Regions from separate parts of the Sus scrofa genome. Here all the other regions are linked to region 2. A link is a contact called in public HiChIP or PLAC-seq data. All regions are on one chromosome and are shown on one strand. Each heading gives the region's core, a stretch centred on a gene start, on an enhancer-like site or on the middle of the called end of the contact. The rest is flanking DNA. Distances are from core to core; before and after follow the strand shown.

Region 1 (2,706 bases), core at 71-2,570, 300 kb before region 2:
CTGGGAACTCTTACAGCCAACCTCCTGACACATTTGATGTGCATAAGGTGGATAGTTACATCTGATATGTTCCTATAAATGGATAGTATTGTTTTAACTCATGTCTTTTTTATAACAGCCTTAGGGAGATAGAGTTAACATACCATACAGTTCACCCATTTAAAGTGGACAATTCTTTGGTTTTTAGTACACTGAGTTGGGCAACCATCACCACAATAAATTTTACTATATGTATACACACACATATACATACATATATAATATATATTTTATATATATATATAGCTTTTTTGGGCCACACTTGTGGCATATGGCATATGGAAGTTCAGAACTGAATGGGAGCTGTAGCTGCCAGCCTATGCCACAGGCAGTGGGTTCCAAAAGCCATGTCTGAGACCTACACTGCAGCTCACGGCGACGCTGGATCCTTAACCCACTGAGTGAGGCCAGGTATCAAACCTGCGTCCTCATGAATAATAGGTTTGTTACTGCTGAGCAATGATGGGAACTCCAATTTTACCATATTTTTATCTTACACCAAACTCTGTACCCATGGAAGAGTCACTGCCCATCTTCCCTCTGCCCAGCCCTTGGTAACCACAAGTCTGCTTTCTGTTTCTATGGATTTGCCTCTTCTGGACATTTTACATAAGTGGAATCATAAAGTGTGTGGCCTTGTGTGTCCCACTTCTTTCACTTGCCATAATGAAATTTATCTACGTTGCAGCACAAATCAGTACGTACTTCATTCCTTTTTATGGCTATATAATATTTCTTTCTTTCCCTTTTTTTTTTTTTTTTTTTTTTTTTTTGGCTTTTAAGGGCCACACTTGCAACACATGAAAGTTCCCAGGCAAGAGGTTGAATAGGAGCTGTAGCTGCCGGCTTGCACTGCAGCCACAGCAATGCAGGATCTGAGCCTTGTCTGTGACCTACACCACAGCTCAGAGCAATACTGGATCCTTAACCCACTGAGTGAGGCCAGGGATCAAACCCTCCTCCTCATGGGTACTAGTCGGGTTTGTAATCCACTGAGCCACAATGGGAACTCCTTGGGTTATCATTTTATTGTGGAGTTGTAAGAAATTCTTTCTGGGTTTAATTTCCTTTTCACTGAGGTACAATCGTTAGTGACTCCTTCAGCCAGGGTCTTTTGGATGGTAGATTGTCCTTCCTTATTTGGAAATGTCTTTTTTTTTTTCCCCACTTGCCTTTTCACTCTTTGTCTTCTGGTGACAGTCTGCTACCCCGGGCTGTGGAACCATCCCTGCGGGGAGGTTTCATTTTTACTTCCGCTGATCCCGGGAGTTTCCGGTGTTTCACTTTGGGATCTCCACATCCTGTAGTGGTGTTAAATCAGAATCCACATTCCACTGGGGACTGAAATCTACTAGAGAATCTCTTTTTTTCTGCTCAGAGACTGAGGAAGAGACCAGCTTCCTTGGGCAGAGAGCAAAGTTTTTCTAATTCTCCTTTCACTCGGTGTGTGTGTGCGCTTTATGAAGGAGTCTTCGTTTTAGATTCCTTCCTCATTGGGTCCAGGCTACATCTCTGTCCCCGTGTGGCAATAACCCCCAGCCCCTGGGACAGCATCCCCTTTGCTCACTGTTCTTCTGCTTGTGGGTTCCCACATCCCGTTTTACGTCTTGAGATTTGCTGTTCTTTCTTTGGAGCTTAGTTTTGAGTTATGCATTTCTAAGTGTTATAATATGAGAGATTCCCCAGGATAGCAGTCCTCCTTGTTCTTAGAACCAATTTTTTTTTTTTTTGCTTTTTAGGGCTGCACCCAGGGCATATGGCGGTTCCCAGGCTAGGGGTAAGCCAGGGATGGAAGCTGCAACCTCATGGTTACTAGTCAGATTCATTTCCACTGCACCACAACGGGAAATCCAGAACCAGTTTAAATTGCTTTTTTATTGTTAAAAAAAACCTTTGTACCACACAAGCCCTATGAACTTATGTAACTTAATTATAAAAGTTCTTTAAAATTAGGAATGTCTGATTAAGAATAATTGTTATTGCACTTTACAGAGAGAGCAGGGGTTCTAACATTTTAAACATATATCAGATTTATCCGAGGACTGGTTAAAATCTTAAATTCCCAGACCCCACCCCCAGAGTTTTGGATTCAGTGGGTCTTGGGCAGGATCTGAGAATTTCTCAAATAGGTTCTCAGGTGAGGCTGGGCTGCTGACCTTGGATTCATACTAGCCATATAGGCATCACCTGGGACAACTCTTGAGAACCACTTATGTAGAGACACCAATATATTTTCTTAACATTCTTTGGCATTAATGCTTTGAGAAAACTTAATTTTCAACCTATTTTATAGATGAGGGATTTAGTGAGGAAATCAATTAGGTGATTTTCCAAGGTTTGTGCTGATAAACCAGAACTAGAGATCTCTGGGATTTTTTTTTTTTACTTGATATTTGTTGCAACAACTTTTAACTAAGACTAAATCATAAGACTTAAAGCATACTTAACAGACCTGTCCTCTTTTTTACTTAAAAATTTTATCTTTCTATTATTTATTCTATAAATGAAAGTTGGCTGGTCTTGATTACATCAACAAATAAAATGCATAAAATGAATCCCAGAGTCAAATGTAAACATTATTAGAAAACAAATTAAAGTACTACTTTAATTAAATAGATAGGGATAATAAGCAGAGAAAGCTTACGGTATACTTACGGTCAAAGCAAC
Region 2 (2,958 bases), core at 5-2,504:
CTAAGCTGGAAGAAATTTCTTCTGGAGCTCAAGCCAGAGGCTCATAGCTCTGGCTGTGTTGTTAATGGCAGTATACTGAGTAAGAGATGTATGGGAGATGGGAACGTGGAGTCCAGGATTAAGAGACATGGGCTCCTTGGAGACCTCTGGAGAAGGGATCAGTGAACTGACCATGGACAGTGTCTCGTACCAGGATGTACAAACAGCAGATTTGACTCCCTCCACCCTTCTTTCCTTTGTGGGAGTCATGTACAACTTGGAAAGCAGATCAAGGACATCCTGGCTCCCAGCTGATGGCTCCACCTGCAGCCTAGTGGCCTGGAGGCCACCTGTTCCCCAGCCAGCAGGCAGAGGTCCCCAAGTTCACAGAGCTAACTCCCCTTCCCCTGGATTTCTGCTCTCTTGTGGAATCCCCTTTCCAGACCTCTTCCTTCATAGGCAGCTCTTTTCAGGCCTCCCTTAAGATTGAAATCCAAGTTTGGCGGGGAGCAAAAAAGTGAAAGCTCACATCTAACAGCAGCAGGGACCAGCTGCTGGGTCAACTTTCCTGAAAACATGGCTTCCTGGGGAGTGCCTGGAGCATCTCAGAATCCGCCACCTGACATCCTGCCAATTTTTCTAATTGTCTTTTTAAAAATGATAACATGAAAATAAGATGTTTTGATTTGAAAGAAAGAGAGAAGAAACTAACTATTAAGGTTCTCTGTGGCCAGAGAAGTTAGAGGGAAAATTTTAGGAACACCCTGAAAGCTTTTTAATTATATTTACTGGGCCACTCTGCCAGGGGAAAGATGATAAGTCTTTTGCGCCTAATGCACAATTCAGAGTCCTGTGTGCCTAATAGGGTGACACAAATGTCTGTGTTTCTTTTTGCTCTGACCAAAAGCCTTAGGGAGGGGCCACCCCAGGGGACGGTCTGGGAGGGGGATGGCCATGCCAGTTTGTTCAGTTCTCCCCCCACCAAACTCGTTCCCAGCCAGGGCCAAGCCAGTGGGGGCCTGAAAGGCTGTGGGCTACAGCCCAGCAGCCGAGGGGTCCTGGGGGGGGGGGGGAGGTGCGGGGCACTGAGACGGTTCAGTCCTCCCAACTTGGAGAGATACCGAGCCGAGCTTTCCTAGCGTGGGCTCAGCCTGAATCACTCCCTGTGATGCTTTTGCCAAATGAAACTGTAGGGGGAGGTGGAGGGGAGGTTGTCCAGCGACTCCCTCTCCTCCCCCCGCTGCTCTCTTGCCCTCCCTGGCTGGGGAAGCACTGGGCCGAGGTCAGCTGGCTGCCTTTGTGGCTGCTTCCCAGGAAGGAAGAAGCGTTGTCTGCAGATCAGTTTATCAGCTGGCTTTCCTGTGCCGGAGCGCCGCCGTTTTCCGGGGACGGCTGCCACCCCCGTGATTCCCAGCCAGGGCTGCTGGTGGTGCGTGAGAGCCGGATAAAAAGGCCATTGTGAGGCCGCTCAGAATCCAGGTTCCTTATCAAATTATCCACCAGCGAGAAAGACATTCTGCCCTTGCTGCCTATCATCTCAGCTTTTCTCTTCTCTCTCTGCAATTACAGCCATTTCGGTTTTTGCTGTTATTTTGGTTTGGGGCTCCCCACCCCCAGCCAGTTTTTAAGGGACTATCCGGAAATTAATTTACTTGTACATACTATGTGAAGCCAGGACTCCGGGCATGGCTTCTAACAGGGTTTTCACCGGAGTTTTGGTTTACAGCCTTGTATTTAGCGTCCATGGCTTTAGTATATGATGTTTCCACTTGCTCAAGCCGCACACAGGCACATCATTCAACAGCAGCTGCAAGTCCTAGGGAGGCAATTCTGTAGGGCTTTAGATCCTGTGGGGGTTTTCTTATTGTTGATTTGGGGTTTTGTGGATCCTGTGTGTGTGTGTGTGTGTGTTGGGGGTGGGTATTTTTAGGTGATTTTCAACTGCTTTATGGACTGAGGACTTGAAGGAGAAAAAAACATGAGTGGAAACTGATTACCTGTTGGAGGCTGTGAGGAAGTGGGGAAGTTCTAGGGAAGGCTAACGCTGAGATGTTGATAGCATCTGTTTTCTGTTTTAATCCGCAGCAGCCCACCTGACAACCGAAGGTTTGGTGATCCTTGGTACTAGACTTGATTTTAAGGGCCTATGACCTGTGTGGTTGCACTGGGTCCCTTGCTCAGAGGGCACCCATGCTTAGTTTAATATTCTGCCATCATAATCTTGAAAAACTTAATCATTTTTGAAAAGGACTGTGCATTTTCTTTTCGCACTGGGATTTGCAAATTATGTAGCGGGTCCTGTAAGTAGGAGCTCAAGTTCATTTGAATAAGTGTTTGAATATGTTCCCATTTGAGATAAAATGCTGAAGGTGATTCCCTTGGTTTTCAAAATATCTGCTACTGCCATTCTGACGGATTAGAGGATGTTCTACAAACTAACTGGGTCACCTGGCATAGTGGCAACTGCAGTGAGTGGAGCAAGAAAATGCATCCAGGCAAGACTTGCTTCATTTTCTGCCTGCTCACAGTTCTTATTTTAGGAAGCTTAGTATGTACACTCCTGAAAGACCTATCAATTCCATAATGAGATGCTCATTTGTACCGTTATCACCTCTCTTTCTTTTCATCCACTCTGAAATGACTGGCTTCCACATCTGCTGGTCAGATCAGCATTGGAAAATGGACTCATCCTATCAAAAATCTCCCCCCTTTTTGGAGACTGTGTTTAACACCTTTAGCACCTAAGCAACTCTTGGGAAAATACTCTGAATCTGCAACTTGGCCCTCCTGAGAGACAAGGAGGAAAAGTTGGAAAATTCATAATAAACAAGCAAAATGCTAGTTTTCTAGTAATATTTCTATAAGAAACAGTTGTCCTGGTTTAATAAGAGTAGATCCACTTATTTGTTTATTCCTTCTCATTAATTTATGACTTTACTTTTTATTCACTAAACAGATTCCGTAGGACTGGTCACTAGA
Region 3 (3,010 bases), core at 162-2,661, 330 kb before region 2:
GGCTGACACATCCGGTTCTGGCTCTTACACCCCTCCGCCAAATGCAAACTTCAAAGGCCGAATTCAAACTCCAAACAGAAGTCACTTAAGTCTTAGCAGTGCAGTCCGCATTCCCAAAGACACTAAGGAGCCCCTTGGGGGACTAAATTTGAAAACTTCACGTCCTAAAAGACCGCAAGCCCCCGCGAGTTTGCAGCCGGTAGGTCTGCACCGCTTTGACAGGCGTTACAGAGCCGTCCACCACGGAGTCTCTGCGGCCGCGCTCCGGGCGCGCCGCCTTCGTCCCCGCCCGGTCCCGGTACCTGAGCAGGGGCTCCGCCTGTCACGGCTGCGGTGACGCCCGCCGCTTTCTCCGCCGCCCTCTGCCCCCCCTTCCCGGCCTCAGGCAAGGCTCCCCATCTACGCCGCCCCTTTTTTGACCACCACCCGCCCTTGGGCTCGGGCCTCACCCGCAGCGCTCCCCCCGCCCCGTGGACTCCGGTCCCGGGTCGCCGCCGCCGTACTGCTGCCCGCCGGGAGGACAGCGCCAGGGTCCCGCGCCGGGGCTCCTCTGAGAGTCCCTATTCCGGGAGCCCCACAAAGCCATCCTGGGCCCCCCGCACCTTATCTCAAGCGGTCCCCGCAGCAGGGCTCGCACGACTGTCACATGTCTGCAAACAATAACAAACTCTCCGGCAGGTCCCCGCCCCGGGCCCCCAACCGGTCCCCCAGGCCAGGTCTGAGACGCCACCCGATGCTGTAGGGGTCAAAGTGGGTGCCCGAGGGCTCGGGTCCCGGCGAGCGGCGCGCAGCCGAGCTGCTCGGAGCCCCGCGGCGCCGTTCGCGGTGCCCAGGGTTCATTCATTGCCCTCGACCGACCGCCTCCCTAGTCCCCGCCACGCTCCCGGCCCCGCAGCTCACCCGACAGGGGCCGCAGTAGAAGGTGGCTCTGCGGCGGGCATCCGCTTCTCCCCGGGCTCGGCCCCCGCGGTGCTCGGGGCGCCGCTGTCTGGGGCGGCCGCCGGCTCTGCAGGATGGGCGCCGCCTCGGCTCCCGGCTCCGTGGGGCGGTGGTACCGCCACAGGCTGGAAACTACTCCCACTCGCAGGAGCGTCCGCCGGCTCTGGCGACGGGGAAGTGGAGGAGGACGGCGGAGAGGCGGCGAGGAAAAGCGGCGGCTCCGGCAGCTGGTCCAGCTCCACACTCCGCACTTTGCGCAGTTGCCGCCGCCTCCAGTCTGCCCGCTCGCGGCCCCCGCTGCCCGCCTCCCGCAGCAGCCCCGCGGCTGCCGCGGGCGCGCTGCCGGCCTTGAGGGCCCCTCCGCCGCCGCCCGCTTCGGGGCTCGCCGCCCCGGCGCCCGGGAATCCCGAGGACGAGGCGCGATTCCCCGCCGCCGCCGCCATTTTCTCTCGCGGGCTACATTCGCTCGGCCCCTGCGAGGGAGGGAGGGGGCGGGGAGAGTGCAGGGGGCGGGCGGACCGGTTGGCGCTGCGCCTCCAGCGTAGGGCAGCCTGCGCCAACTGCGTGAGCACGGCCCTTCGGGCGCCTGGCCTGCACCCACAGGCGGGCGCGCGGGGTTTGGCGCGGCGGGTGGGACGACGGGGTGCAGGTGGAGGGCGCTGACTGTGCGCTCCGCGCGCGGGCTAGCGAGGTGGGCTTGGAGGTGGCTGCGTCGGGGGCGCGCTGTGGTTTGCGCGCCTCACCCGCTGCGCCTCCAGGTAGTCCCGGGCTGCACCGGAGAGAGGAGGAGCCTCGGCGGCGGAACGCCGTTTCCTCTCTGCAGCAGTCTCGGCCCGTGCTCGCCCATCGAATGTTGCAGTTCGAACTTCGTTGTGTGGTGCGTTGCAGGGGAAGCATGCAGGAGGCTTTGCAATCTGTCATTCGCACTGTCCGTTACAGTGGGAGTTGGAGAACTCCGGCGCGTACCAACCCCACCCCCGCCCCCCTTCGCGCAGGTGGCACCCAGGGCAGTCGGCCACTGCAAAGTGAAAGAAAGCCAACGTTCAGTAGACGTGGTGCCGCGGACCAGAAAAATCTTTTTTTTTTTTTTAAGCTTTCCTCATGTTTTGCCTCCCTCCCCCCAACTCGTGCTAAGAATAAAACAAAAGTTTCCTGGAATAGCTTGTTCATAACCTGAAATCACCGATTTAGTAAACCCTTCTTATGCCCTACCCCTGCCCGGGGCTAGAGAGAGGCAGAGAGCGGCGAGAGGGAGCAAGGGGAATCTCTATAGATCTTGATTTTCCTCGACTGTCTTTGGGAAAGGCAGCGATACATATACATTGGACCACTTAAAACACGTTTGGGGAAGGAACCAGGAAGTGCTCGATAATTGTCCTCCGCCAGGTTCTGGCCCTCCCCGAATCCTATGCCTCTAGCTGCACGTCTCTCTTCCCGGCAGGGTCTGGCCACCGTCCGGGTTCCCTCCGCCCCCACCCCTGCAGTGCCGGAGCTGCCTAACTTGGCGTTCCGAACCCTTCCAGTCCCCCGGGGCGTCTGGAGATAAGGTGCTTTGGAATGGAAAAGGCACCATTTACATGTTAATGATTTTCGAGCTTCGGGCTTCTGCGTCGCGTTTTTTCCTCCAGCAGGTTTGTCTATGATGGGAAAAGTGCCACAACCCGGGGACCCGAGTCCCTAGATTTATTTTGTGAAGGTGGAATTAAGGGAGGCGGGGAAAGAGAGGGACGTTCTTCAGGAACCGAAAGGAGAGCGCTGTCTTGTCTGTATTTATGTATTTAGGCAGAAGTCTAAACTGTCTACAAAATCATTGCTTTGACTTCTTGGAAATAGATAAAGTAAGAGCCCCCTTCCTGGGTGTAAGTGTTAACTGAGGAGGATGGTGATATTCGAGGGATTTTTTTAAATGGGTTCAGATTTCATATTAGCTCAGTGTTTTGAATACTGCTACAATGACTGCCATAAGATAGTTTGAGATAGTTACATCCAATGGTACAAATTTTGAAACTTTAGATAAATCTGTTAAAATTTAAAGTCTACATTTAGCCTATAATTATACACTTTTAATAGT

The links. HiChIP or PLAC-seq counts read pairs in DNA pulled down with a chosen protein or histone mark.
Region 1: an H3K27ac HiChIP or PLAC-seq map of alveolar macrophages shows a contact between it and region 2. The contact joins two enhancer-like sites. A contact is called at or near these places in 1 of 47 Hi-C or Micro-C datasets (embryonic fibroblasts) and 1 of 2 datasets of contacts at active chromatin or transcription factors (alveolar macrophages).
Region 3: a contact with region 2 is called in an H3K27ac HiChIP or PLAC-seq map of alveolar macrophages. The contact joins the promoter of MAP3K1 here to the enhancer-like site in region 2. A contact is called at or near these places in 1 of 5 promoter capture datasets (liver), 5 of 47 Hi-C or Micro-C datasets (alveolar macrophages, embryonic fibroblasts, fetal skeletal muscle and 1 more) and 1 of 2 datasets of contacts at active chromatin or transcription factors (alveolar macrophages).

The regions. Positions count from the first base shown.
Region 1 is chr16:35,841,940-35,844,645 of Sscrofa11.1, reverse strand. No RefSeq gene overlaps it. Among named protein-coding and RNA genes, the nearest start is that of MAP3K1, 29 kb to the left of the region's middle. Within about 2 kb of position 1,320, at least 5 of the 83 cell types and tissues checked have an H3K27ac peak or open chromatin away from gene starts, as enhancers often do. A contact at or near this core is called in alveolar macrophages, where this site is marked.
Region 2 is chr16:35,540,232-35,543,189 of Sscrofa11.1, reverse strand. All of the region lies in intron 2 of ANKRD55 (ankyrin repeat domain-containing protein 55), which reads left to right. Among named protein-coding and RNA genes, the nearest start is that of ANKRD55, 120 kb to the left of the region's middle. Within about 2 kb of position 1,254, at least 41 of the 83 cell types and tissues checked have an H3K27ac peak or open chromatin away from gene starts, as enhancers often do. A contact at or near this core is called in alveolar macrophages and liver, where this site is marked.
Region 3 is chr16:35,870,702-35,873,711 of Sscrofa11.1, reverse strand. It overlaps MAP3K1 (mitogen-activated protein kinase kinase kinase 1), which reads right to left and starts at 1,411. Exons shown (of 20, transcript XM_003133973.5): 1 at 901-1,411. The coding sequence starts at 1,382.